2 separate regions of the Mus musculus genome follow, and region 1 is linked to region 2. The links are chromatin contacts, called in public HiChIP or PLAC-seq maps. All regions are on one chromosome and are shown on one strand. The core of a region is the stretch at or near the end of the contact, and the rest is flanking DNA. Distances in the headings are between cores, read along the strand shown.

Region 1 (4,457 bases), core at 464-2,963, 89 kb after region 2:
AAGGGTGTAATGGACAATGATCAGCTACCACTTCGGTCCCTTCCGAAGACTGGAGAGTCACACTGTCTATTTACTTTATGATCCACTATGTTGCACTTATAAAAAATATTCCTGCTGTTCCTAGATGATCTATATTCTATTTATTTATTTTTGTGTGTGCGTGGAAATCAGGATATCTTGCAGAAGTCAGTCCTCACCTTCCACGTTTCATGGGTCCTGGGGATTAAAACTCAGGCTGTCAGGGTTGGCAGCAATCACCTTTGCTGCTGAGCCATCTCAGTCCTGGGTCATTTTTGTAACCCCTTTATAAACTTAATTTTACACCTACTCTTGTGTGCTTCAATAGTCAGCCCATCTTCTTGCACTAAATTCCATAGGCTTATATTACTCTCTCTCCCTCCTCTCCTCTCCTCTCCTCTCCTCTCCTCTCCTCTCCTCTCCTCTCCTCTCCTCTCCTCTCCTCTCCTCTCCTCTCCTCTCCTCTCCTCTCCTTCCTTCCTTCCTTCCTTCCTTCCCCCTTTCTTTCTCTCTCTCTCTGCCCCCTCTTTCTTTTTAGTGTAACTTCCTTTTGTGATTAAAATTTTAAATAGTATATAATTACATTGCTTCCTTTCTTCTCCTCTTCCCAACCCCTCCCATCCCTGCCCCAAATCCCTCTCAAACTGATGGCCTCCTTTTGAGTTTTATCGAAAGACACACATACACATATGCATAAATATATAAGTATAGCCTGCTGGGTTTGTTCAGCATGGTTTGTGTGTATATGGTTTTAGGGCCGACCACAGTGTATTAGCTAGCCAATTAGGGTGCTCATTCCCTGGGAGGCTAATCCCCCCCCCCCCCCCCCCCGTTAGTCGTCAATCGATGCCTGTAGTTAGTTCTCTGTCTAGACATGGTAGACATGGGTCTCCTGAGCTATCCCCCTTCCTCAGCACTGTGCCTGTTGACATCACCATTGCTCGGGTCTTGTATAGGCAGCTACATTGTGGAATTATCTTGGATGAGTATTCCTGTCATTTCTAAGAGAGAGGATCTCACAGCAGACTCCCTGGTCCTCTGGCTCTTAGCAACCTTTCCACCCCTTAAAAGATTACTTTTTAAGGAAGGTAAATTAGAAAGCTTGGTGCAGCAGAAAGTGTGGGCTGCCTGCATTTCCAAGTTAGCAATGAAGAGGCAAGTGTCCTCCAGTGCCCAGGCTGTGGACAGCACAATGTGGCCAGAAGACAAAAGCCTGCTCTTCAGGGACCACCTAAGGAAGTATCAAGACAGGATGCAGCCTTTGTTCCTGGCTGGGTTCCTAGCTGTCAGCCTTGGCGGATTCTTGTTGCCCACTTGTGAGCCTTAATAAAACTTGCCATCGCCAAGCCTGCTTTGCAGGTTAGAAGAAATGTCACGACACTGGAGCTATTGTGCTGAATGAAGGCCTCTGGAGCCCAGGGGCGTCCAGAGAGGCTCAGAAAGCCATCCTTTGTGGGGTTAATGCCTGTTCCCAGAGGGTTCTAAGCCTATAGACAGTTAGCCTGCCCAAGGCTCAGATCTCAGCGAGGCCATTTCCCGTAGTAGGATTGGGATACCTCAGGTCACCCAGCAGATGAAAAGAGAAACAATAATGCAAACTCCAGCACCGAAAATAAGCAGCCTGGCTGTGGGAGGCTTGGGCAGAAGAGGGGGCAGCCGGGCCTCAGCTCCCTTTTGTACTCTACATGGCTGCAGCCATGGTCATGGCTAAATAGCTGTCTTTGAGGGAAGTGCTTTCTTCCAGCAGGAAAACAGGCGAGTCTGCTCTGAATTAGCCAGCTCACAAAGTCATGAAAGGGACTCACAGAGACAATGGCACGCTGTACATTCCGTGAGATTCTAACAAGTTATATGAACCAGATAATGGCCCAATTGGCTGGCTCTGCAGGTTTTTTGCCTGAGTGTGCACATCCGCAGAGAGCCCGCGCTGTCCCCTGTGGGACCAGATCAAACGGGTGCCAGCCGAGAATGCAGGCTAACTCTGGGCCCATGTTCAGTTTCGCCCACTCTGCCCACAATGTGCCCTGTCGCTATTCTTAGGAAGTTTCGTGTTACTACAGTGTAGAACACTGCAGCCACTGGGTAGGAAGACAGACAGACAGACGAATAGGGTAGAAAACAGTCCCTCACCCAGCAGATTCTTATCCTTTGAGCTTACAGAAATATGGATACTTAAAAAAAAAACATATCACAAAACATATTTCATACGAAAGTCTCTGTGTATACGCTTATATATGACATTATTTAATATCATTCACCACTGATGAATTAGAAACAGCCCGAATGTCTGCTTCAGCCATGAACAAACCATGGAGATCCACACGGTGGCATACCGTTCAGCTACAGAAAGAAGCAGACGCGCAAAACCACTGGTGTACCACGCAACATTTTTTTTTTTTAAATCTTTCAAAGTCTACCAGCTCTAATCACATCTCTGGTGACAGAAATGAGTCCATGGTTGAAAGGGGTAAGCGAGGGTACCTCTACAAGGGAACTTTGAGAGTATGACAGGGGAATGTCTTTGATTGTAGAAATAATTACCCAACTGATCATTTGTCAAAGCTCACAGGATTGTACTGAAAAGGGAGACATGTACTGAATGCAAATTAGCCTGGCCTTTAAATGGAAACGAAAATCTCCTCTTTTGGCCTTTGGGGACTGCCACCTCAATAGGGCAAGTTTCCGGTTTGAGATGGGCTGCTCCGTGAGGACAGACCTCCCAGCAGATGGAGACAGTGCTCTTAGAGACTCCGTGGAGGTTCACTCATGCCTCAGATGTTTTCCAAGTCTCTCCTGTGCACTCACCGTGTGGGGGGGTGGGAGGTGAGGGGAAGCTGACATGGAGTGTTTACCTCAGGGAGTGGCAGTGGCCACGGGGAGGCCAGGTGTCGCCAGAGGCCATTTGGAGGGAGAATTAGAAGCCGTTTTATTCAAGCAGGCCAGCAGATCCTGGCAGGACTTGAATGGAGCAGGTGACGGAAGGGAAGCTGGGGGCAGTTCAAGTTCACATGAGGGCCTGGGATCTTGCCAGAAGCTGGTCAGCTTGTGAGAAGGAAGGAGAGTCCCAAGTAGAAACCTTGTTACCACCATTGTAAATCAACCACCCAGCGAGCGTTTGAAGCTATGTTTAGAGCAAGGGTTAGGAAACTCCCACTCAAAGCCAAGTCTGGCTCACCCCCTCCTCTGACAGCCCCCCCCAAGTTTTCATTGGCTAAAAGTGGCCTTTTTAGTTTAAAGGGTTTCTTTCCCTTAATCAAAAAAGTAGCAAAATTATACAGAATTCATATTTTGGTGTATTAACGTTTTATTGGGATCCATAGACCTGTACTATGTATTGCCTGTGGCTGCTTTTGTGTTCTCCTGGTGCGGCAGCATAGCCTAGCGGAACCCTTCACAGGGAGGCTTGCTGAGCCCTACCTTAGCCTGGGGATTCCACTCTCCCTGCCTGCCTCTCTGATGATGTGTTGCGGGCTTCCAAGAGAAAATTCTGTCAGCTCATGCTGACATCACCATTGTGCAACGTCGCCTCACCTGGATCACCCATATCTTGCCTCATGACCAAGCTGTGAGTCCCTGTGCCAGGCCTGCAATCTCACAGATGCAATGCGTTGCCACATCAGCAGCATCCTGCAGGGCAGACAGGCTGGCTTCGAGCAGCATAGCTTTGCTGATCCGGCCGGCTCTGTCTGGATAAAGAGATGTGCGTGGACATCCTGATGTTTGAGGCCTGACTGCTCTGACTGGATCTTATGTAGATGATTTCACAGGTCAGACGCTCCTCTGTCAGGGCAGCCCGAGGGTCTGGTCTAACCAGTGAATGCAATAAAGCAAAGATGGATTCCTTGGGAGTTTACAGTTGTCGCAAGCTTCGGCCGTGAAGCTGAAGTGCAGGTAGCCCTCTCTGGCGTACGGTGGCTTTTCTGAAACTACCTAGATCAGTGGTTCTCAACCTTCCTAATGCTGTGACCCTTTAATGCAGTTTCTCATGTGGTGACTCTTCCCCCACCCCACCCCCAACCATAAAATTATTTTCTTTGCTACTTCATAAATGTTATTTTGCTACTGTTATGAATTATAATGTGAATATCTGATATGCAAGATATCTGATCTGTGACCCCTGTGAAAAGGTCACAGGCGTTTCAACCCACAGGTTGAGGACCACTGACCTAGACTCCATAAGGTGGAGAAGTCACTAGGAAACTGACAGACAAGCAAGAATCAGGCCTGTGGCTTCTTTTAGATTCTGCTCCATGGTTGGGCCTAAACCCCCCCTGGGGTCAGTCTGCTTCTAACCTCTTGTCATCCTGTCCTCTTCCTTACTCTTTAAATTCCACCATCGTCCCTCCTGCTGTCCCCAGGCCTGAACCGTCCTCTTGTCCTCTTTAAACTCCACCATCCTGTCCCTCCTGCTGTCCCCAGGCCTGTACCTTTCCCCTGTC
Region 2 (4,221 bases), core at 1,086-3,585:
GGCCGTTCCTCAATGGAGACCGTCCTTCCAGATGACTCTAGACTGTGGCAAGTTTGTGTTTAAAACTAATCATTACCCAAAGTCACAGCATAATGCCCAAGAAGGGCCTAGACTTCACATTGTCCTGGTTGCATCAGCAAATCTCCACTAAGCCTAATTATATCCCCAGCACAGTGTTACTGCTGAGGCACAAAGCACAGAGCAAGGCACATACCATCCCTGCCCTTTAGGAGAGGACAGTCCAGCTAAGCAAACAAACCATAACAGCTAGTCATGGTGGAAGACAGGTCACGGAGGGATGTGCGGGGCATTTAGCAGAAGAGTTTATGTAATCTGGGAGCCAAGGACTTTTAATATGGTCGTTGAGAGGTTTATAGGAGTTGGCCATGGGAAAGGGTTTCCCACAGAACCCGCCTGGGCCACACTCATGTGAAATCCCCTGTACTCTGTAACCTCCCTGACTGGCCCAGCAACAGCTCTTTGTACCTGCCATGATGTTCTGTTTTGCTCAGAGTTCAACTGAGGTCACAGCTAGCTTTGCCTGTTTTGCTGAGGTCCTGCCACACCTGGATGCATAACCTCTATACTTGGTAGTTTTGGTGCTGTTGGCCCATTCAAAGATATGACATTGTCACCTCTTATTCATAAGCTTCACCACTGTCCCGGAATACCACATGACCTCCTCAAAGGTTAGCCCAGGCCAGATCACTCTGCTCCTTGGCCTCTGGTGACTTCAAAGCCAATCTATTACAGCCTTATTTTCCTCTGACTCATGCCAGCAATACAGGTACATCATGTGGCAGATGTCCAGAGTTACAAAGCATTGTATCCCAGATGGGAAGATCCAGTATACCCCAAAACATATCCATGCACCCCCCCCCCTTTGAGGCAAACCACATGGAAGATAATGGCAATCACTTCTCATTGTCATGGCTATAAACAGAAACACTCCTGTAGTTTATGCTCACACAGAGGACCATGGATGCCTTTGTTTGGTCTGTAGGGTCTGGTGTCAAAGCCTTACCGCCTTCCTTCTCTTTACTGAGATGCAGTAGGTGATTGAGGAAGAGGCCCTCAGTGGGGATGTGGGACTCAGACAAGACTCCCTCTTAAATGGGAGTGTTTGGGATGCTGGTTAGGAAGCCCCCAGATTTGACTGATCTCATGAAAGCCCGAAATGTGGGCCTCAGTCTTCCCTCTGGAATCTGTCCCTCCATGCAGTGTCAAGGAGGGAGAACACGCTTGGCCCCAGGAAGTACCTGAGGTGCTCAATTTCAACATCTACTGTCTATTTATCTAAGACACAGGCTTCCACAGATGTTCTATGTGCACACCCCCCTCAGGTGATAACACATCTTCCATGTTTTTGAAGCTGAGTCCCTGACCTTATGTGGCTTTCCCTTTCAACCTCCTTCCTATCTGTATCTCGGTGATAAAAAAACAGATTGATTTAAGGGCCCAGCAGGTCCGGTGGCTTTCCCCTGGCATAAAATCATTGTTGTGCTTCTCTTAGGTTAATATATATATATACATATATATGTTATATATGTTGCAAAGATAAGGCAGAGTTCCTGTGTCCTCCTCTCCTGGTGTCCCTGTTGTTAACACCTTACGTGTGTCCCCTGGAACCATAACCATTGTCACAATGAGAACCCTATGCTTGGATCTGGTCCTGTTCTGCTCCCAGGACCTCACCAGGATGCCACACGGCCCTGAGTCGTCCCCAGCCTTCTCTGGCTTGTTTCTGACAGTGTCATACTTTCCTTTGTTTTAATAACGTTGGCAGTTTCAAAAGATGCTGGTCAAGTGCTAATCTGCCCCCCCCACCCCGCTCTCTCTCCCTCCACCTCTCTATGTGTATGCATGTCTGTGTGTGCACATGTTGTACAAATGCATGTGCACAGAGGTTAGGGTGCTGTTGCCAGCTCTCCTCCTCAGTCACTCTTCACTTTATTTCTTGAGACAGTTTTCCCTGAGTCAGGAACTCACTGACTCAACCGCTCCTCCGGGAATCCACTTGTCTCTGTCTCCTCAATGCTGGGATAGCCGACTCATTTCACTGGGCCTGACTTTTTATATGAGTGTTGGGTGTTCTGAGCCATCTGACCAGCCCTCTAGTCTGTTTTCCCTTGGTGCTTTGGTTGAACTAAAATGATGTGTTTGCTGGAAGACCCTGGAGGCACAGCGAGGTTCTCACATCGCTCTGTCAAGGATCCATGCTGTTGGACTCACTGTGGCATAAGTTGCCCAGGATCATCTGACTTCCTAGGGTGTGCCAGGGTTCTCCATGGTTGGTTACTCCACACCCCCTTCCTGTTCTGTATTTCTTGGAAACAAACCATGCTCAGGGTTGGTAGGGGAAGAGGTAAGCTCTGCTTCCTGAGAGAGTCTATCTACATATACTAACTGGATTCTTCTATAGTGGTCATTCCAGTGATGTTTTGAATGTGACTGAGAGAATTCCTCTAGTACTTAATGTTTGGCCAGCGGGGCTGTGGGCGTGGATTTCTGTAGGGCTGATACTGCAGACCCCACATAGAGTGTCTGATGGAGCCATACCCTGAGGTGTTCTGGCTTGTAGGTATTAGGGGAGCAGTTTTGACATGCAGAATACAGGCCATAGACATATAGAAATGCAACTGCTCAGTAAATCATCGAGTTATTAAAAAACAGAAGCTATGCATGAATATACAACTCTCTGCTGTGTACCAAAGGCACAGGGTACACACAAGATCCTAAGCATTAGAGGACAGGACTGCATACAAAGCACCAAAGATTGCACACCCACTGTCGGCCAGAGCCAGGAGTAAAAGAAGCGGCAGGGAGGGACAGTTGCAGTGGAAAGTCCGTGGTGCTGCCAGAGAGCAGGAGTAGGGGAAGTGAGTGAAATCCTGATAAGTAAGAGGAGTAATCAACTGTATGGCTTGGTAAGAACAGTCCAGGGAGATCAGCAAGCAAGGCACAGCATGTGTTCAAAGCAAGCTAGTGTCAAGGCAGACATCTGGAGGAACTGAGAGAGGTATATATAGAAAGACAGCTTTCCTGGAAAAAAAAAATCACATGGCACTTTAGTCATATGAAATAGTTCTGCTTTCTTAAAAGGAGTTTGTTCTAAAGAACTTAGCACGTGAAACTCACTGATGCTTTGACAGTAGATGTCTACTTTAAATTGTGGGTAAACGTGAAGGACAGGTATTTTAGAGATTGAGTCCTGGAACTGGATGCTGCACTAGGAAGGAGTATAGAAGTGCTCAGAGAGGAGCTTAGGACATGCTGGTATGGTCCCCGATCCATTTCAGCAAGAAGGCTGGGGTGGTGCCTGCTGAGGTCTTGTTTTCATGTGAAGGCGGTTGTCCTATGCAGGTTTCCTCTCATCCCAACAGCTGTCTGATGCAGCGTTCTGGGGCTCCACTTCAGACAACTTTGAATTAGCATTCCAGCTTTGGGGCTGCTTCACAACTCATGCTTGCCCTCCTCTCAGTGCCTCCTCTCTCACAGCCTTGCAGGCATTGGTTCTGGGAGTGCTCCCCAGTGACCCACCTGGGAGTGCTCCCCAGTGACCCACCTGGGACCATCTCTCTGTCTCCAAAGCTATTTCCTGGAAACTTTCCCACCGCCGATGGAAGCTATAGTGTTTGGTGAGTTAATTAAAGCAGTGAGGATTTATTCTCTCACAGTTCTGGAAGCCAGAAGCTCCAAATCTAGGTGTCATCAGGGCCACACCCCCAAAAGCTCTAGAGAAGGGCTCTTCCCTGTTGGCAGGTGTCACTTCAACCTGTACTTGATCTTCCCATGGCTTCCTCTATGCCTGTCGACTACCCCTTCTCCTCTCTGAAAAGGGTGTTAGTAGTTTAGGGTTCACTCCATTCCTGGATGATCTCACATGGAGATCTTAACTTAATTATGTCTATCATAATTCTTTGTCCAAATAAGGTTATATTGATAAGGCGCAGGCAGATGCAGTTTTCATTTTGGAAATTGTTATTGTAACCATTATTGTTATTTTTATCATTCTCGTGGTGGGGTGGTGGGTATGTACATGCCACAACACATGTGTGGAGGTCAGAGAAAAACTTTGTGGACTTCATGCAGGTTCCGGGGCTTAAACTTAGGTTTTCATGCATGGCAAATGCTGTGCCCACTGACCCTTTCCACAGACCCTCGGGTGTAGCTTTCACGGGCCTATTATGCAACTCAGCAACCACTGAAGTAATAGTATTA

Evidence for each region. HiChIP or PLAC-seq counts read pairs in DNA pulled down with a chosen protein or histone mark.
Region 1: a contact with region 2 is called in an H3K4me3 HiChIP or PLAC-seq map of the 230-238 cell line, with 27 read pairs. The contact joins two enhancer-like sites. A contact is called at or near these places in 6 of 39 promoter capture datasets (the C10 cell line, embryonic stem cells, liver and 1 more), 4 of 15 datasets of contacts at CTCF or cohesin (the NIH/3T3 cell line, large pre-B cells, pro-B cells and 1 more), 15 of 484 Hi-C or Micro-C datasets (the 4T1 cell line, the C10 cell line, Sertoli cells and 11 more) and 10 of 115 datasets of contacts at active chromatin or transcription factors (the 230-238 cell line, acute myeloid leukemia, differentiating embryonic stem cells and 5 more).

The regions. Positions count from the first base shown.
Region 1 is chr3:122,459,763-122,464,219 of GRCm38.p6, forward strand. The region is part of intron 3 of Bcar3 (breast cancer anti-estrogen resistance 3); the gene reads left to right. Among named protein-coding and RNA genes, the nearest start is that of Gm34349, 18 kb to the right of the region's middle. Within about 2 kb of position 1,714, at least 74 of the 459 cell types and tissues checked have an H3K27ac peak or open chromatin away from gene starts, as enhancers often do. A contact at or near this core is called in the 230-238 cell line, centroblasts, centrocytes and 1 more, where this site is marked.
Region 2 is chr3:122,369,841-122,374,061 of GRCm38.p6, forward strand. No RefSeq gene overlaps it. Among named protein-coding and RNA genes, the nearest start is that of Gm4610, 20 kb to the right of the region's middle. Within about 2 kb of position 2,336, at least 61 of the 459 cell types and tissues checked have an H3K27ac peak or open chromatin away from gene starts, as enhancers often do. A contact at or near this core is called in the 230-238 cell line, centroblasts, centrocytes and 1 more, where this site is marked.